Regions from separate parts of the Sus scrofa genome. Here region 2 is linked to region 1. A link is a contact called in public Hi-C data. All regions are on one chromosome and are shown on one strand. Each heading gives the region's core, a stretch centred on a gene start, on an enhancer-like site or on the middle of the called end of the contact. The rest is flanking DNA. Distances are from core to core; before and after follow the strand shown. Region 1 holds the start of HES7 (transcription factor HES-7). Region 2 holds the start of BORCS6 (BLOC-1-related complex subunit 6).

Region 1 (2,717 bases), core at 155-2,654:
TAGAAGAGAAGCTGTTCTGTCTAAGTCACTTCTATTCAACTTGCCCAACATCTGCGCTCTTTGTGCCCACTGGGTCCTGGTCTTGGCTGCACGGTTCATACTGGGATATGGACCTGAGGCCCAGCTTATCCCTGCAGGATAGTGGAAAAGGCAATGTGTTATCAAGCAGCTATTTTAAAAGCACAGTGAATAGGTCCTCAGAGAAAGGGTCATCCTGAGAATGGCTGGACTGGGCTGGAGGTGGCTGCGGGAGAGCCTCCAGGGATTTCAAGCACAGTTCGGAGGCGGAGAGATCTTTCCAGATAGAAATATTTGCTTCAAAAGTAATTACAGGAGATTCAGGCGTATGGCTGCCAGGACACCTGACACAAGTGTGCTCTGGTTGCTTGCTCCTGGAGACCCCACGTGATTACAGGGGAGCAAGGAGCAGACAGTTTTCTTAAAAAGACAAGAAAGGAAACCCAAAAAAAGGAATCAACACCCACCTCATACTAAGAGCATGACCCTCAGCAAAATGATGCGTGCACATCTTGGAAACTTCAGGACAAAGTGCTTGAGAAGATAAAACCGATGATTAAATGGGACAACAAGAATTCCAGGGACAAGGACACAGTAAGACAGGGTTGTAGATAGCTTCGGAGTCAGGGATGGATGGGGTTCAGTGCCCGACCACAGCTTGTTTTTTCACGGAGCCTGCCTTGCCAAAATCCCAGCCGGATGGACCCAGACCTTGGGGAGGGCGCTCCCATTTGGAACCAGGGAGCCCAGCACATCACACCTCCCCCTACCTGAGCCAAATGGAAGCGCAGATGTGTGGCCCCAGAAGTCCCCCGCTGCCCCCCTCCTTGGGAACCTGGGCTCGGGCTGAGTTTTTCTCACCTGCACGCGAGGCTCGGGGGCCCGGGCAGTTCGCACCCGGGTGTGGGGCCGCCCCTGGCCATATGGGGTGACTTTATGGCCGAGTGACCGGATCCAGGCGGGAAGAAGGATGGCCTGGGCTCCACCCACGTCAACTATCGAGAGTCTTTGCTGAATCCCTGACTACACCGTTTTCCGGGCCAAGGTCGGCTCAACTCCATGTGAGCTGAGATAGGATCTGATGAAACACCACACCGCCTGCATTGGTGGTTCAGTGGTAGCATTCTCGCCTGCCACGCGGGAGGCCCGGGTTCGATTCCCGGCCAATGCAGAGTTTCTCTTTTCTCCTTTTTTTCGTCTGTCCTCCCAAGGTGGTTCTCTGATGTACCTGAGAAGCATCTTTGTTTAAGGTTTCTACCAAATATTAATCCTGTTTAAGTTTTCTACCAAATATTAAATTAATCCTTAAGGTTTTTACTCTATGGCAGTTTGAGGCCCCGAATCGAGACCCTGTTTCTGAACGTGTTCACACTCCCATCCTCCCGGCCTAGGGGTCCGGCTGTCCACACCCCTCCCTCCGCCCCTCGCCCGCACCTCCGCAGGCGTGACCCTGAGAAAGGACCTGGCGCCGGGATCCCTGCCCCGGGGGTCCACTCAGCTCCCTGCGGGGGAGGGGCGAGGTTCGCCCACCCCGCAAACTCTAAGGCCCTCGCTCTTCTTTCCTTTTCTCTTCCTCGCTCTCTCTTACTTCCAGTTTTCTGAAAGCCGCTTTCTTTTTCTAAGTCCACGGTCTCAGCTTTTGTCCCGCCACCTACGTCTCCGCGTTCCTTTCGGCGTCTGTCTCTGTATCTTTCATATTCTTTCCAGGTGTCTTAGCAAAGTCTGCTGCTGGTCTGTCGGGGTCTTCAGTGGCTTCTGCATCTCCGGCCTCTGCGTGTCTCTCTCAGTCCGCGTCTCGGTCTCTGGGATCTTTTCCCTGGGACTCTGTCGCCTCCTGGCCCTCTGCGCTCCCACGCTCCGGCCACCCCCTGGGAAGCTCGCTCACACCTCCAGGTTCCTGCCACCTCCCCCCGCCCCTTCCCGGCCTCTTTGATCCCGCACGCGTCGGGGCGGCGGGTGGCCGGGCTCCCGCCAGCTGCCGCGGCCACTTGTGAGCAGAGGAGGGGCGGCCCGGGCTCCAGGGCTCGCGGCCCCGGTTTTCCGCGATCTTCCGGGCGGCTCCACCTCCCTCCGCGCCCCTCCTTCGGGCACAGTCTCCGGCTGCTGCGAGCCCGCGTTCTCGGTCGCTGAGTCTAGATCTGGGTGTCTCGGTCCCTCTCTCTGGAACTTACCTCGGGTCTGTGTCTCGGGATCCCGTCTCCTGTCTCTTCCAGCTTCATCTGGGCTTCATCTTCCTGCTTCATTTGCGCAAGGCTCGAGGTCTTTCGTTTTCGTCTGGGGACTGTGTCAGCCCCTGGGAAGGCTCACTTCTCAACTCTAAGCCAAGCAGTGGCCCCAGAAGGAAACCCTACAGCGGTCTGGGCATCTGAACGTGCGCGCAGCCGCTGTCAGTGGAGGGCCTCTTGTGCACCAAATGTTGATAGGCATTGAGGGTACCTTGGATCTGGGCTCTCCTGACACATTATAGTGGGGGAGGGGAGACAGACAATGAGAAAGCAGAAAGTAACATCAGGCTGTTGTAAGGGTCGGGATGGAGGACAAAGGTCACGACAGTGAAGGACTAGTTGACTCTGGGCGATCAGGTAATGGGGAAGAAGCTTTGTGTTCTGTGACAAGTTAATCACTACAGGGAAGGTTGCCCTGCAGCTTAAATTACACATAACGACCCACCTCTGGGACCCCTGCCTCCCAGGTAATGT
Region 2 (2,717 bases), core at 100-2,599, 67 kb after region 1:
GGGCAGGGGGCGGGGGTTGAGGGGCGCCGCTCAGACGGATCTTCAGTTGCAGATTGTTGGCGACAAAGTGGGTGAGGTCGCCATGGCGGCTCACCGTGCCCTCGAGCTCCAGGGGGCTGGAGATGGTGGCGCGCCGCCCGCCGCCCGGGCCATACTCGGCACCCCCTGCGGACCCGGAGCCTCCGCACGCCCCGCTCAGCCCGTCCAGGCTGCGGCTGTCCTGAAGGCGGCTGGAGAACGAACGGCCAGTCCTGCCGGCTGCCGCCTCCTCCTCATCGTCTTCCTTCTCCTGCTCAACATCCATCCCGCCGCCTCCAGGGCTCCCCCGACGGCAGACCCTCTCAGATGCAGGCTTGTCCTCTGGCGGCTCAGGGTTCTTGAGCCGCAAGGACCCATGCGGATCATGCTCGGGACCCGGCGCCCCCAGGCAGCTCTCTGCCCCAGAAGGGGTCCCTCGCCGGCCCAGCTCATCCTCCCGAGGCTCCCGTTCCGGCCGGTGGACGAAGCTGCAGCCCGAAGGCTTTGGGGACGCCCTGGGGTGGCGGCTCGTGCCCTCAACGTTCTCGGCCTCTTCCTCTCCGGACAGCCGGAGGCCTGCGGGCGGCTCAGAGGGCGTTCGGCCCGGGCCGCCGCCGAAGATCGCGGCTTGCTGTTCTCCTAGAGCCAGAAGGTCCGCCTCGGGCCCAGGCCGCCCCCGAGGCGACTCCATACCGCAGTTGGGGGCAGGAACCGAGGAATTGGTTCGCCCCGGCTGGGAAGGCCTTGGCGGCTCCTTTAAGGGGCGTTGTAGAGGCGCGCCGATTGGCCACCGGCTGACAATGGTCAGGACGGAAACAACACTCTGATTGGGCGCGGCGACCAGGAAGTCCCAGAAGGAGCGCTGTTATTGAGCAATCGAACGCACGTGAGAGCCCGCGGGGTGGAGAGTAGGAGGTGACAGCTGCGCTCTTCGCCCAGCCCTTTCAAAAAGTTGAGGGGGCAGATCTTAAAGATGAAGATCCTGAAACGTTAGAGTCCACCGGGGGCGGGGCTCTGGCTTTTTCCGCCCACAGTTGCCAGGCCCACAATTGCCGCTTAACAAACACATCTGGTGAGGACAGGAATCAGGGTTCCTAAGAGAGGTTTTTGGGATGGAAGTAGTATATCCTGCTTGGACAGTCGGGATTGAACCGCGCCTAGTTGATCAGAAAGGATAAAACCAGAATTCTCAACAGAACATGAATGGTTCGTTCCATGGTTCTAGGAAATGAACTGCCCAGAGCGGCTCACAGTGGGCAGAGAAGCGGGCTTAAGCGCTTCTCTTCTCATTTGCCACTCTGTCTTCCCGCCCCTTCCAGGTTTGAGAGTTTCCTCTTGGAGGATGGTGTGTGATTTCACCACTAGGTAAAACATTCAATAAACGAATGAGCCTGAAGGTCAGAGTCCTGGTACCATTCTGATCTCATGTCTTCCCCTACTGCTCCTGCTGGAGCCACACTGGCCTCCTCACTCTTCCTGAGAAGACAGACATGCTGACGTCTCAGGGATTTAGACTTGCTCTTGCAACTACCCCCACCCCAACCACCCTTTTTTTGAGGCTAGGTCTATCAACCAAGAAAAATTTTCATCTTGGATATTCCTCCTTTCCTTCTCTCCTTCGGGTCCTTATTCGAATGCTATCTTTTCAGTGAGGCCTTCCTTACAGTGTTTAAAATTGCAACCACTTTCTCCAGCAATTCATCTTCCTTCCCTGCCTTTTCTTCCTAGCACTTATCACCATCTGGAATACAATATATTTGCTTACTTACTCATGTAAGTTCCAAGAGGGTAAGGCTTTTTGTCTCTTTTGTTCTCATTTGTAGCCCCAGTGCTTAGGACAGTGCCTAGCATATAGTAGGTGCTCAATAAATATTTATTAAGTAAATGACCCCAAGCCATTAATTTCTCCTTTTTGGCCTGAACTCATTCAAGATGTGTTTGCATCACTTCTCAGGCCAGGGAACCTACACCACAGCAGTGGCCTGACTCAGAGCAGTAACAGCACTCAATCCTTAACCTGCTGAACCACCAGGGAACACCTCTGGCCTCTTCTTATAAGGACACCTATCCCATCATGAGGTCCCCAATCTCATGACCTAAACCTAATTACCTCCAAAGTTCCCACCTCCAAATACCATCACATTGTGGGGTAAGGGTTCAACATGAATTTTAGAAAGCCCAAAACATTCAGTCTGTAACCAGGATCCAGAGTCATTCTTTTGGCCCCTCCCAGGGTATCTGAATCCCAGGGTTTGAGGACTCTTCCACCTCATCAGGCAGAGCCCATCTTCACTACAAAAGCTGGAATACCAAGCAGTCCCTTTCCCAGCTTCCCTGGCACATGGTTTAGGCTCCCACCACCGTCTACTGGACCACTTCTGCAGTGGAATGCTTCCTGGCTGTGTAAAACCCAAGCCTAGTTCTCCTAGAGATTCTGTGAATTACCCAGCATGCTGAAAATAAGGTCTATTTGTGCTTAAATGAACTTGAATTGTTTTCTGTTGCATGCAACCAGAAATCCTAGCTGATACACTCCCCCACTTTCCAGAAGGGAAGAAAGGACTAGCTTCCATTAGACCTCGCAGAAGAAGGATGCAACTTTCCCAAGAGCCCCAGTTAATCTCCCTCCACATCTCATTGGCCTAAACTGGTTCATATGCCCAGTTTAGTCACTTTGGCCAGGGTAATACCCTGTATGA

Evidence for each region. Hi-C and Micro-C count contacts between places; a contact is called where the count stands out from the background.
Region 2: a contact with region 1 is called in a Hi-C map of retroperitoneal adipose tissue, with 2.4 times the contacts expected there. The contact joins the promoter of BORCS6 here to the promoter of HES7 in region 1. A contact is called at or near these places in 1 of 5 promoter capture datasets (liver), 22 of 47 Hi-C or Micro-C datasets (adipose tissue, alveolar macrophages, brain and 12 more) and 2 of 2 datasets of contacts at active chromatin or transcription factors (alveolar macrophages and skeletal muscle).

What each region holds. Positions count from the first base shown.
Region 1 is chr12:53,337,932-53,340,648 of Sscrofa11.1, forward strand. It overlaps HES7 (transcription factor HES-7), which reads right to left and starts at 1,405. Exons shown (of 6, transcript XM_021067858.1): 1 at 880-1,405; 2 at 486-552; 3 at 1-131. TRNAG-GCC (a tRNA gene) reads left to right here and starts at 1,119; the gene lies at 1,119-1,189.
Region 2 is chr12:53,405,403-53,408,119 of Sscrofa11.1, forward strand. It overlaps BORCS6 (BLOC-1-related complex subunit 6), which reads right to left and starts at 1,350. Exons shown (of 3, transcript XM_021067862.1): 1 at 1-1,350. The coding sequence starts at 709.